Regions from separate parts of the Mus musculus genome. Here region 1 is linked to region 2. A link is a contact called in public HiChIP or PLAC-seq data. All regions are on one chromosome and are shown on one strand. Each heading gives the region's core, a stretch centred on a gene start, on an enhancer-like site or on the middle of the called end of the contact. The rest is flanking DNA. Distances are from core to core; before and after follow the strand shown. Region 1 has its middle 25 kb from the start of Chd1. Region 2 holds the start of Prdm9 (PR domain containing 9).

Evidence for each region. HiChIP or PLAC-seq counts read pairs in DNA pulled down with a chosen protein or histone mark.
Region 1: an H3K4me3 HiChIP or PLAC-seq map of embryonic stem cells shows a contact between it and region 2, with 14 read pairs. The contact joins the enhancer-like site here to the promoter of Prdm9 in region 2. A contact is called at or near these places in 9 of 39 promoter capture datasets (the 3T3-L1 cell line, the C10 cell line, the HPC-7 cell line and 5 more), 1 of 484 Hi-C or Micro-C datasets (pre-hematopoietic stem cells), 6 of 115 datasets of contacts at active chromatin or transcription factors (bone marrow-derived macrophages, embryonic stem cells, extraembryonic endoderm stem cells and 2 more) and 2 of 9 other capture datasets (adipose tissue and liver).

Annotation. Positions count from the first base shown.
Region 1 is chr17:15,676,623-15,683,424 of GRCm38.p6, reverse strand. No RefSeq gene overlaps it. Among named protein-coding and RNA genes, the nearest start is that of Chd1, 25 kb to the left of the region's middle. Within about 2 kb of position 2,979, at least 5 of the 459 cell types and tissues checked have an H3K27ac peak or open chromatin away from gene starts, as enhancers often do. A contact at or near this core is called in embryonic stem cells and extraembryonic endoderm stem cells, where this site is marked.
Region 2 is chr17:15,561,664-15,567,704 of GRCm38.p6, reverse strand. Prdm9 (PR domain containing 9) reads left to right here and starts at 4,374. Exons shown (of 10, transcript NM_144809.3): 1 at 4,374-4,484; 2 at 4,768-4,891; 3 at 5,183-5,290. The coding sequence starts at 4,416. It also overlaps the pseudogene Gm6686.

The DNA of each region.
Region 1 (6,802 bases), core at 1,730-4,229, 120 kb before region 2:
TTTTGTTTTTTTGTTTTTGTTTTTTTCCTTCTCAAGGTTGACGCCCACATCTCCCATAATCCCCGCTCCTTCTAAAACAACGACCTTGGGAGTTAGTATTCTGACGTTTAATGCTAGGAGGAACCAAGCTTCGAGACCTCAGCTCCCTCTTATGATCTGTTCTCTCGGCTTTATCTCCCGTTCTTTATCCCACCACTGCCCTGTTCCAGTGGTGAAAGATGACATTGAGTTAGACATTGTAAGAAGTCTTCTGGAAACAAAACATTGTTGGAAAGGAAACACACACACACACACACACACACACATTGCTACAGATCTGAAAAACTTTTAAATATGGAACTCCAGAAGAAAAAAAAAACAACATGTCTTTTGAGGAAAATATTAAAGTGGACAAAAATATGGTCAGGCCTGCTTCCGCTGCCATGATTTGCCATTGACTGACAGCTGCCAAGAAAGAAATGAGTTCTGCTGGAATGGTGGAGGCATGTAGCTTAACAACACTCAGTGGAACAGGGTGGCAGGATCTTTTAAAACTCAAATTGCCTTACTTGTTGTGTGTGTCTGTGTGTGTGTGTGTGTGTGTGTGTGTGTGTCTGTGTGTGTGTCTGTGTGTGTGTGTTTGTGTGTATACAACTTTAAGGACCTGATTCTTTCCTCCTTCTGTGGGCTCCAGGGATGGAACTCAGTATCCAGGAATACACAGCAAGAACTTCTATCCACTCAGCTATCTGGCTGGTCCCCAAATGGCAAGTTCAGTTGAAAAGGAGCTAAGAGTAGCGTGTTTCCCTGACTAGCCTCTAGTGTGAGAAAGCACACAAGGCTCCTGACCTCGGAGCAAAGGCACTGGAAATGAAGCATGCTGCTTGAAAGTGGACAAAGAAGCATTAGCCAGCCTGACCTCCCCAACTGCTTATCGCCAGAAAAAGATACCTAAACTCAGATTCGGTGGGGGGCAGAGGGCTGTATGAACAGTTGGGTTTTATCGGTGTCTTTTTTTTGTTTCTTTTGAAAACAAACAAGCAAGAATTTACAGTAATATTCCTTGCAATAAGGAGTCTCAAAAATGGGTTGCCTTCATCTTTGCTTTTTAAAACTACAGTACATAATCGAGAAGATCCATAAACCACACAGAAAAGCCTGCCAACAATTGATATTTGTTTTAAGTATTTTGTTTTGTTTGGTAAATATTGCATGTCTGTGTTGGCATTGTTTATGGCCCCTGTAGCTCCAGGATAGGATGTGTGTGTTTGTGCTCCTAGTCACTCCCCAACTCTACATTTGGCAGAATCATGTTTGTAGTTTTAAACTGGTCGTGTAGGAGAAATTTACTGCAGAGATTATCAAATGGGGCCACTTGGGCCTATTTCTTTCTGGAAAGCTGACTGTTAAACATTTATCCTGCAAGATGTGTCACTGCAAAGTGTGTCTGGGGTAGGTCCTTTACACGTGCATATGTACTGAAGTCCTAACCCCCTCTACCTCAGAATGTGACTCTCTGTGGAATAATTACCTTGAAAAGGTAATTAAGTTTAAATGATGTCCTTAGGGTAGATCTTAATATAGGATGAGCTGTTGTCCTTTTGAGAATTGAGCCCTGGACACTGATGTAGAGAAAAGACCCCAGGATGACCCAGGGCAACAGCCATCTAGTACCAAGAACAAAGCCTAAAGGGCCCCACCCTAATGATTTTGGACTTCTAGGTTCTAGAAACCAGGGGGATAAACTTCAGTTTTGTAACCAGCCCATCTGTGATACTCTGTTAGGGCAGCCATAGTAGCTGATTACTGTTAAGTGTCCCAAGGTGGCTGAAATTGCTCCAGAAGTTATCAAAGCAAAGCATTTGATCTTTTGAGTGTCTATACCACCACCACCCAACCGAGTTTCATATTGTTAACACTTACTTAAGTATACCATAAAGACCACCTTCCCTAGGAAATAAACAAAATGATAGAACATTTTCTGCACCTGATGGAGCCTCATTGTTACAGTGGAAGAGCAAGATAATAAGTTTAAGGTATATCGATGACAGCTTCCTATGAATTTCTTAGTCAGTCAGTGGGGTGACATTCCAAGTTCCCTTTTTATTTTTTAGGACTTTTAAAATAAATATTTATTTAGATTGCCCTTGAGAAGAAGCAAGTACTGTGAATCTGCTGGTCCTTGCCTAGTGTCTGATCTTCACGTTTTAAAGTTCCCTGTGGTTTGATGTAGAATATTGTTTAACAAGGAAAAGACAGAACTGGTCTGGAACGGATTCATGCCTTACACGAATGGAATGCTACCATAGAATGTAACCTGTGTTGCTGTGGTATGAATATACCCCCAAATTTATATGCTAAGATATAGTCACAGATACAGATCATATACAAAGGTGATTAAGTCATAAGGGGAGAATCCTATGGAAGGGAATAAGGCTTCAAAGAGAGACTGGGGGACTAGGATAGCTCTCTGCAGTCTTCCAGTGTTCTCTGCATTCCCCGGTGTGCCATCTCCACTGACAGAACAGCATGGTTTTTCCACCAGCCACTCAGCCATTGTCTTAGAAGTCTTGCAAATTCCTTCAAGAATCCGGAGTCCTGCTGTGCAATGGTAGTGCACACCTTTAATCCCAGTACTCAGGAGGTAGAGGCAGGCAGAGTTCTGAGTTCAAAGCCAGGCTGATCGACAGACAGGACAATCCGGGCTACACAGAGAAGCTGTCTCAAAAAAATAAAATAGATTTAAAAAGTGAATCTTGAGTTCTTTTTCTTTTTCTTTTTTCTTTTTCTTTTTTTTTGCTTTGTTTTTTTTGTTTTGTTTTGTTTTTGTTTTTTGAGACAGGGTTTCTCTGCTGTCCAGGAACTCACTTTGTAGACCAGGCTGGCCTCAAACTCAGAAATCCTCCTGCCTCTGCCTCCCAAGTGCTGGGATTAAAGGCGTGCACCACCACCACCCGCTGGAATCATGAGTTCTAAGGAGAATTGATCACCACAATGAAGAAAGCATTCGGTGTGAATGTGAGGCTTTGTTCTGAGTTTGCCCCTGGGCTGATCATTGAGTCTCTCTGCTCTTGGGTTCCTGGCTCTGCAAAGTGGAGGTGGAAGATACCGGTGATTGAGTTCCTCACAATCCTAGAATATGATGGTCTCAGGTTCTAGCTGGTGCCTAGGCCTTCTCTCACCTGTCCAACACCAGAGACAGAGGTCCAAGTTCACAAGCTGGCAATGCTGTGCACAGGAGGAGATGTTTGCTGACTCAGCGCTCCGCATTGTCTTTGGCTTGGAAAACATGTTTCATCTGTTCCCATTGTTACATTAATCTCTGGCCAGGAACACGGGGGACCTCAACCTTGTCTTGCCTATCTGAAGTAAACAACTTAAAGGACATGCTTGGTTTCGTTGGAAAACTGACACTGACGGTCTGATTTTAAAAATCTGAGTTGTGGTTTATGAATCAAGCAGAAATCTGGCACATGGTAAGCATTAGTTTTTGCCCCTTGTGGATGTGTTAAAACCAGTCTTTAAAGTAATGATCTTATTAAATGTGAGTTGCAATTTAATTTTTAAAGTTGTTAAATGAATGAATGAATGAATGAATGAAGAGTTGAATTTTGGGATGGAAGTGATTTATGTTGAGAGTTTTAAAATTCTGATTTCTGGTAGACTAAAGCAACCACAATAACAGTAACAGAAACACTTTTTAAAAAGAAAAAAAACAACAACACTCAGGTGTACATGCAGATAATCATGAACTTGGAAATTTCTGCTCCTCCCCCTCCAAAAATGTGTTTTACATTTAAATATTCTGAATAATATAATGTGATCCCCACTCTGAAGTTATAAAGAAGGGAATATGAAAACCAGAAGCAGTAAAGAGGTATGATTGTTGGTTTGTGGCTCTTAGGAAGCTAACGAGCTCCCGAAGCCCCAGCAGCCTCCTGGGTGCAGCTCTCAGAATGCCAGTGGTCCCTCTGTGCTAACCTACCACTGCTTCCACACCCTACGAATGGAAATAGCGGAGAGAAAGATGGAAATGTGAAGGTGTTGTCTATACTGTCTGTGCAATTGCCCAACAAATGCAAGGCCGAAATTAACAAGTTAGTTTCCTATTTTGTTTTATGATCTTTGTCTTTTCCCTACATTTCAGATTCCTGCATGCTTCACTCAGCCATACTTGTGACTTTATAGTCACCTACCTGACCACCTTACACAAATTCTGAAATCCCTGACTCTCACTTTTTTCTGGGGTCTGGAATGAGATTTTACCAAACACTATTTTGAGTTTTCCACTTGAATTTTCTGCACATAAGATTTATTGTGTTTAAGAAGAAACTCATTACCGTCTCTCAAAACCCCTCTTCATACTATCTCCACCTCTATTTTAAAAAGCAGCTGTATGCCAGCATGTTACCAAGTGGATTACTGTAGCCATTGTTATCCACTCTGTGTCTGGTCACTTGTTACTATTCTCTGAGGCCCGATCTCGCTATGGAGTTCTGGCTGTTCTGGGACTCAATAAGTGACCAGGCTGGCCTTAAACTTAGAGATCCTCCTGCCTCTGCCTCCCAAGTACTGGGACTAAAGGCCTGTACCAACCTGCCCAACTCTAACTCCTCTAAAATGTAATCCGAATGTTTCTAAAAGCTGCCACCTTCCATGTTATTTGTTTCATACACTCATTTCTTTTTTCCTCTTTATTTTCTAGTACTTAATCCCTATGAGGAGACAAAGGGTGTTTTGTTGCTGTTCATCCTGAAAATGGACAGTTCTTAATGAGATTTGCTTAGATATGCTTAAAAACACAACAGTTTTTTGTTTGTTTGGTTGGTTGGTTGTTGGTTCTTTGGTTGGTTAGTTGGTTTTGGTTTTAAAGATATTGTGGGTAGTAAGGACACAAGAGTTGGTAGAAACCCCTGCCCCGATGCATCTGTTTAACTCTCGACTGTAAGGAATGGTGTGCTAACCACAATGTTTACCCAGGCCCACCTGGCTGACCTAGTTTGCTAGAGAAGAACTTTAACAGAGAAACGGCCTTCCTGTCCATCCCACATCTCTTCCCGTCTATCTGCTTGTCATTGCAGCTTCCCCCTCCTCAGCAGTGACTGAGGCCAGTAAGAAAAGCTGTCTTCTTTGCTTAAACAACTGAAAATCTGTATGGAAGCTGCGACTCAAACTTGGTATGGCTAATAGGATATTTCACAATTTATACTGACAGCTTTAATTCCTCTTTGCAGCCTTCCTGCCCCAGGCTTGAGGTTTTATCACACAAAAGCCAGCAGAGGATTACTGCACAAAAGAAGCTACCCCGAAAAGGACAGTGATTATCTTTGAGACTCCAAGCTGACTTTCTTGACCCCTGTAGAAAGATAATTGTCTTGCAAACCTGAGGAGTGAAAAGGTTTCACCCATGTCTTTCTGCTTGCATTTAACATATCAAAAGCTAGGGTTGAACTTTCACACCAACACCCAGTTCACACGAATTCTTAATAATCACTCTACACTAAGCAAGTTATAGCTGAAACTGAAGTTTCACACACAAGAAAACTTTCATTATTAGAAAGGTATTTTTGACATATTTACTCTTTGTTTTAAATATACTATTCGTAGTATACTAAGCTGTGAGGTTTTTTTTTTTTTTTTTTTTTTTTTTTAAGCCTCGAGCTTTTCAAAAGACAGAATTCAATGAGGTAAAAGAAAACAAGTTAATTCCACTGCTTGAGGGAAATGGGGAGGGTGGGGGTGGGGCTTAGAGAGACTATCAAGGAATTGGAGGTGCTTGAATTCTTGATATGGGGTAGAATTGATCAGAGTGAAATACCTTACATTGTAGAATAGAGTTGTATACTGATATTAGAAAAAGCTGAAAACAGAAGTGACTGAATTAGGAAGAAAGTGTAAAGTCACCAAGACATTGAATGAGAGATAGGAATGGGTTGGTCACAAAATGTTTGTATTGTGATAAATCATAAGCCCAAAGTAGGCACATAAACAGTGTGAGACCAACGTGGCTGTAACTTTTAGTAGTAAGCTGATGGACTAAGCTAAGAAATGCTTCGTCCTGATAATGATATAAGAACAGGAAATACAAATGAAGTCACCGGTGACCAATGCTAGAGCAATCTGGAGGCCATGAGTTATCACCCAGAGAAAAAGACTACAGCAATGGATCATGGGTGTGGAAGTGAAGGCTGTAGAGATGTTGTTCAAGGAAGATGCATACATACTAAACAGTCCATGCAGGGCTGCTGTGAAAATATACTGCATTTCTAAAAAGCACTCCAGTACCCAGTTACATCTGAACTAACTACCAAGGTTGTGTTCACAGACAATAGAAGTTCATCTTCACGTTGCTTCATCCAAACTTCGAGGACAGCAAATATATCAGGCTGAGACTTTCCTGGGCTGCATTAATTTTTTTTTCTTTCTTTGCCTCTCCTAGTGGGAGATACTCACAAAACAGAAGAGAGGGCAAATGGAGACACATCGCTGTCACTGTACATTTAAGTACACAAGTAGCCATGTGTTCTGTGTCTTGTGTTTCTCCAGCAAGCCTTCCCTAACCACACTACACATGCTCATTCACTCTCGCTTTAGCGGATCACGAACCAGCATGTGTGAGACCATGGCATAATGAAGCCTCTGGAAAATGCCTACCAATGGAAGTGGTGTGACTAAATGGCCTGGGTTTTAACAAAGACCTACAAGGACTGATTGCTGCAGTAATTAGGGATAAGGATTGCCAATGGTATACATGAAGCCAAGTCCAAAGTCAGAAAGTGGATTCTTGTCCTTGGTGGAGATTTGCTCTCCTCCCTGCCCATTT
Region 2 (6,041 bases), core at 3,125-5,624:
CTTCTAAGCAAATCTATTAGCAATTGCTTCATTAAATCACTTCTATTACAGTGAGTTTCTTCTACATCAGTATGTACTGATCATTGAGTCTTTATGAGAGGAAGATTAATGTGTATGGCATTAACTGAGGAATATTTGGGGGATCATCATGAAAAATGGGACAGCATAGAGTCCTTTCACAATGAATTCTCAGTGAATACTTCATCTAACTCTACCTTCCAACCAGAACCTTAGTATACCTTTCCTTAGTATAGTAGACTTATTTCAGCAGAGAGTTTACTGGAATTTAGATCTTTGTGTGTGTGGTACTAGGGATTGCACTTGGAGCTCCATGCATGCTACCAACCTCTCTATCACTGACCTATATTCCCAGTCCTCTTCCTTCATTTTGGGACCACGTCTCACTAAGTGGTACGTAACGCCCTTGTATCTTCAAGCCTTCTCTTTCTCTGAGCTCCCAAGAGGCTGGTAGTACAGACTTATGCCACCAGTCCCAACTGAACTTGACTGTTTTGTTTTTCTAAGATTTATTTATTATATATAGTATTCTGCCTGCATGTATGCCTACGTGCCAGAAGAGGGCATCAGATCTCATTACAGGTGGTTGTGAGCCACCATGTGGTTGCTGAGAATTGAACTCAGGATCTCTGAAAGAGCAGTCCGTGCTCTTGACCTCTGAGCCATCTCTCCAGCCCCTTGCCTATTCTTAAAATGAATCTCCAAGCCTTATCTGTAGCTTTGTCTCCCCACCACAGGAAATTAGAGTTCCTCAATTTTGCTTTTATTAACAATCAGTCTCAGATTTCTGTCTTTTGTGGAGCTTCATTTGAGTTTTAGGATTGCCTAATTCCCGTGTAATGTACTTACTATTTTTTTTTATATATATCTGAACAGGCATCTACGAATTCATAATCTACTTCTTTCCATTGCTGTTCTCAGTTCATTGCCTATCAATATTTCAAAGTCTGAACTGCTATGTTTTGGTAGAGGACGTGCATGCATGTGTGCCTGCATGCGTGCGTGCATGGTTCTCCTGCATGGCCCAGTGGAGGTCAGAGAACAACTTTGTGCAGTCCACTTTCTCCTGCCACTATTATGTGGGTCATCAAGCTCCTAATTTGTTCAGATTTTACATCTACCGTTACAGTTCTTTAAATAAATTCATCCCAGACAATCTCGGCAAGTGAGAGACAAACTAAGAAGTCAGTCATAGAGAGTCCGGAGTCCAAATTCGGAGCCCCCAGTCTATAGTCCCGGAAGAATGAAGATTTAAATACAAGGCCATGGCTAAACATCTGAAGTTCATTGCCAGGACTGTGATGGTTCAGGAGGGGAACGTGGAAGGTGCCTGCAGGACCCTAAACAGAATCCTTACCACGGATGGGCTTACGGAAGTCATAAAGCGACGACGCTACTATGAGAAGCCTTGCTGCCACCAGTGGGAGAGCTATGAAACATGCTGGAGGATCTACAACATGGAAATGACTCGAAAGATTAACTTCTTGATGCGAAAGAACCGTGCAGACCCATGGCTGGGCTGCTGAGGCTTGGGGCTAAGCACCCACACTAGTTATATGTCCAAATTCCTTTCTTTATCCAGCCAAGTTCTGTTACTTTTCTCCACAATAAACTCCATCACAGGTGAAAAAAAAAATGTTAGAACCTAGAGGGGAAACCCCCACTCAATTCCCGATTTGGTGTGCACCCAAAAAATCACGAAGGACCACCTTGATGTAATTACACGAGGTCGTTTAATTACGGAGCTCCGGACCAACATGCATCCCACATAGGAGATAGCCACGAGGCTCGAAAGCTAGGGGTTTTTATGGGGTAAGGGGCTTAGGTGTGTGGAATTCAGCATAGCGATACACTATTGGCTTATTCAAACATCAGCAGAAAAATTACATGTACTTGTAGGATGTCAGAGTTCTGTGAGTTGTTGACTCAGTTCAGATAGCCCTGTTATGTCCTCACATTCCCCTTTATCTTATGGTTAAGCTGTTCCCAGGAATGTTTTAACTACGGGGCATACCCAGGTTTGTTTTTCTTTTTTCTCAGCCCCAGGCAGCCTCTAGGCTCACAAACAACCAGCAATTTCTGAGTACTTTATATGACTTACAGGTCTTGAAATTTCATCTTTCTTTCACAAACCAACAAACAAAAAAAAGAAGTCAGTCATAGATTTAAGCTGATTGTGTCTACATATTTCAAACTTAGGGCAGCCAATAAACAGTGCGTTCACAGCACTATCAAAAGTTCTTAAATCTCATATATATACATATGTATATATATATATACACATATATAATATATATAATAATATATACATATATATATTTAAAAGTCTAATATTGCTTAGGTAGCAGAATTGAAGGGAAAGTCAAACTAGAGTTGGGGTATCGCACCTGTGCCTGTTTATTTTGCACTAGCAGCGGGTAGTTCGTATTCTTATCACTAGACATTTTAAATTAATTTCTTTTTAAAAGATCTATTTATTTATGTGTATTTTCGTAGGTCTAAGTGTACGTAAGTGCACCACGTAAGTCATCAAAGTCATCAGATCCCATGAACTAGAGTTACGGGGTGAGGGGTTGTGAGCTGCCCCCGCGATGGTGATGGAAGAGAATGTGTGTACTCTGCAAGAGCGGTAAGTGCTCTTAACCACTGAGCCATCTCTCCACCCCTCTTATAAGCTAATTTCTATTCAGTAATAACGATTTATATTAGCCAAGGCACTCTATTATTACGCCACGAACATTTTAGTAAACCTATGTGCTTATTTATTAAAGTTATTGTTAAATTAGAGGCTTTTAAATTTTTTTTTTTTAAACTCTTTCATAGCCTAATTTTTAGGTTCTTTTCCGGAGAGCCTTATTTGTTTTGATTTTGTCTATCTATTTGATTAAGCTACTTATCTCAGGCGAGACGTGAGCTCAGGGTATGCCTGCCAAAGCTGGACTTCCGGTCCCACCCTCATCCCCGGCTTCCCGGTGCCCAGCTCCAATTGGAGATTGACTGAAACCCCACTCTAGAGCAGACCTAAGCACTTAAAGCTCTGCTCCATGGTTTTAAGACCTTTAGTAGACAGGACACAGGTCAGGTAACACAGCCTGCCACATTGAAAAAGAGGAGTCTGAAGGAACGGACGCCGCACAGAGAACAAGTGTGCGCCTGCGCGCTGGCCACTACCTGATTCGTGCAGGGGCCTGGCAATCCCAGCGAGGGGAGGGGCAGCCTGGAGAAAGCCACGGGCAGGAATTGCACCCTGACTGACAGGCAGAGCTCCGCCCTCCGCTTTTCTTGTTCCCGCCCCTCAGCCAGCTGTCTGTCAATTGGCGGATTCTCCTGTCAGTCAGCCTCGGAACTCCTCAGAGGGACGAACGCCGGCGGTGGCCTCAGAGCCGCGGGATTCTGGACCATGAGTGCAGGCGAAACCTTCAGGACCAGCGAGGCTTTCTAGGCTCAGCCCGTGAGACCCCATATCCCCTAAATTAGATTCGGACCCCCTCAGCGTGACACGCGCGCGCGCGCTCACACGCACACACCCGGTCACCTCAGCTTCTCGGGAACTCCAAACGCCCTTTGGCTGAGTGAGGTCCCAAATGCACTTGTGCGGAACCAACCCAGCCTCTGCCTGAGGAACCTGGGTAGCTCGCCTCAGAGAGACTAAGTTTCCAGACAGGAAACCTGGACTCTCAGCGTAGAGACTCTCCTAAGCCCCAAAGACCCCAGACGCCCTCGGTCTCGAGGACCTGTCTGTCACTCCAGATTGGCTTCCAGAGATCCTAAATGCTCTCGTCCCGCAGGACCCTAAATACCTCCGACGTGACAAATCCCAACTCTTCGTGACATAATCGTCAAATCTCGTCAGACTGCGAGTCTCCAAACCTTATTTCACAGCCTGAAAGACTCCTCTAGCCTACGAACCCAATTCCTTCAATCTGATGCACCCCACTCCTCAGCCCGAGGTCCCCAAAGTTAAAATCTCAGCCAGAGCGTTCCTACATTTTCACCAGAGGGACTTCAATCCCTTGTACTCGGGATTCCCGAATCCATTTACCTGAAAACATCTTTCAGACCCTGGCTGACTCCTTGGTCCAGATGAAGAGCAAGTGGGAATGGGGTGGGGGGGGACACCGGTTGGCGGGAGGAATCTTCCTTCCTTGCTGTCGCAGGTCCTGACCCGGACGGAGGGTCGGTGCCTAGGTTTAGGGCTCAGTCCAGAATCCTTGCTCCTGCACCAGAGTACTAGACCTCGGAGTCCGAAGAAGCTGCCTGTGTTGGCTGCATGGATTCCCAGCCCCTAGCTCCTTCCCATGTGCTGGTGGGCATCTCTGATCGCCTAAGGCCCTTAGTTACCTCTTCATCCATAGGACCATAGGACCCTGGACCTCTCCAGTGAAATGTCCTGCACCATGAACACCAACAAGCTGGAAGAAAATAGTCCTGAAGAAGATACAGGGAAATTCGAGTGGAAACCCAAGGTAGTACGAAGTTATCCTTGAGTCAGGAGGATCATGGGGTGGGCAGAGGCAAACAGCCTTGAGTACCAATACCATATTGATTTTTCCTATGACAAGAAGGTGGGTCCCGATATGTGAGAGAGGAAAGGCTCATTAGCAACTGCTCTGTCAGCATGAACATCCAGTGTTTGCTTAAAGAAGGTTCTGGGAATGGGAGGATAACCTTGGTCACTGAGACCACATTCCAGGGTCCCAAGCCCGGCCCAGCATGTTCCGTTTTTTGTTTTTATTTTTTTTCCCCCAGGTCAAAGATGAATTCAAAGACATTTCCATATACTTCTCCAAAGAAGAATGGGCAGAGATGGGAGAGTGGGAGAAAATTCGCTATAGAAATGTGAAAAGGAACTATAAAATGCTGATTTCAATAGGTAACAAGAAGTCTTCGGTTGAACCAGTCTAGATTAAAAAAATAAAATCTCAGTTCCCATGTTCCCATGTTATGTTAGGGTCTTCCCAGGTATCTACAGTGGTACAGTTCCCAATGGAGACAAGTTTAGAGGAAACGTGTGTGTGTGTGTGTGTGTCTGTGTGTCCAGGACTAAATGTTAGCACTGGCCCTGTAGAGATCTCATCTCCACACCCAGAGCCTACCTGGCCTTGTGATACATTTGTTCCATCCTCTAGGGCCTTTTTAAGAGGAATATTTTGCTGCTTTTCAGGTCTCAGAGCCCCTAGACCAGCTTTCATGTGTTACCAAAGGCAAGCAATGAAACCCCAAATAAATGACAGTGAGGATTCTGATGAAGAGTGGACACCTAAGCAACAAGGTGAGGAGAGGCTAGGAGAGTTTAGAAGTGAGGTGAGGGGGCAGGAGAATTTAGAAGTACCCATCGGAAACCAAGCCAGATTTAGGTTCCATAATGTCTCAGAACCAACTTCTGAAAACTGGGTGTTTCAGAATCAAGGGTCAGCAAACAAACAAGATGCAATGCAAAATTAATAGTAAGAATCTATTCCTGTACATTTTAAAATATGTGAAAACTATATGCTATTTATAAATATAATAAATATGAAATATATACAAATCTGGGCATGAACAAGAAATATCAAACCCAAAGTAGCTAGGATAAGCACCTTACCTAGTCTGTAGCCTGCGTGCTTATTATTAATCATGTAAATATGACCATGGTTGTGCAAATGTCTCTTCAAGATCTTATTTTCACTCTTTATATGTACATAAAGAAATCTAAATCATAAAGTAATTCTATTTTAATTTTTTTTTTTGAGACAGGGTTTCTCTGTGTAGCCCTGGCTTTCCTGGAACTCACTCTGTAGACCAGGCTGGCCTTGAACTCAGAAATCTGCCTGTCTCTGCCCCCCAAGTGCTGGGATTAAAGGCATGGGCCACCACGCCCAGCTCTATTTTAATTTTTGAGGGACTTACTATTTCTGGTAGCTGTGCCATTTTATATTCCCATCAAAGGTGGTCATTCAAGCATTCCAATTTGTCCTCATCCTTGCCATTACTTCTTATGATATATCACTGGGACTTTAATTTTCATTTCCCTGATAACTAAT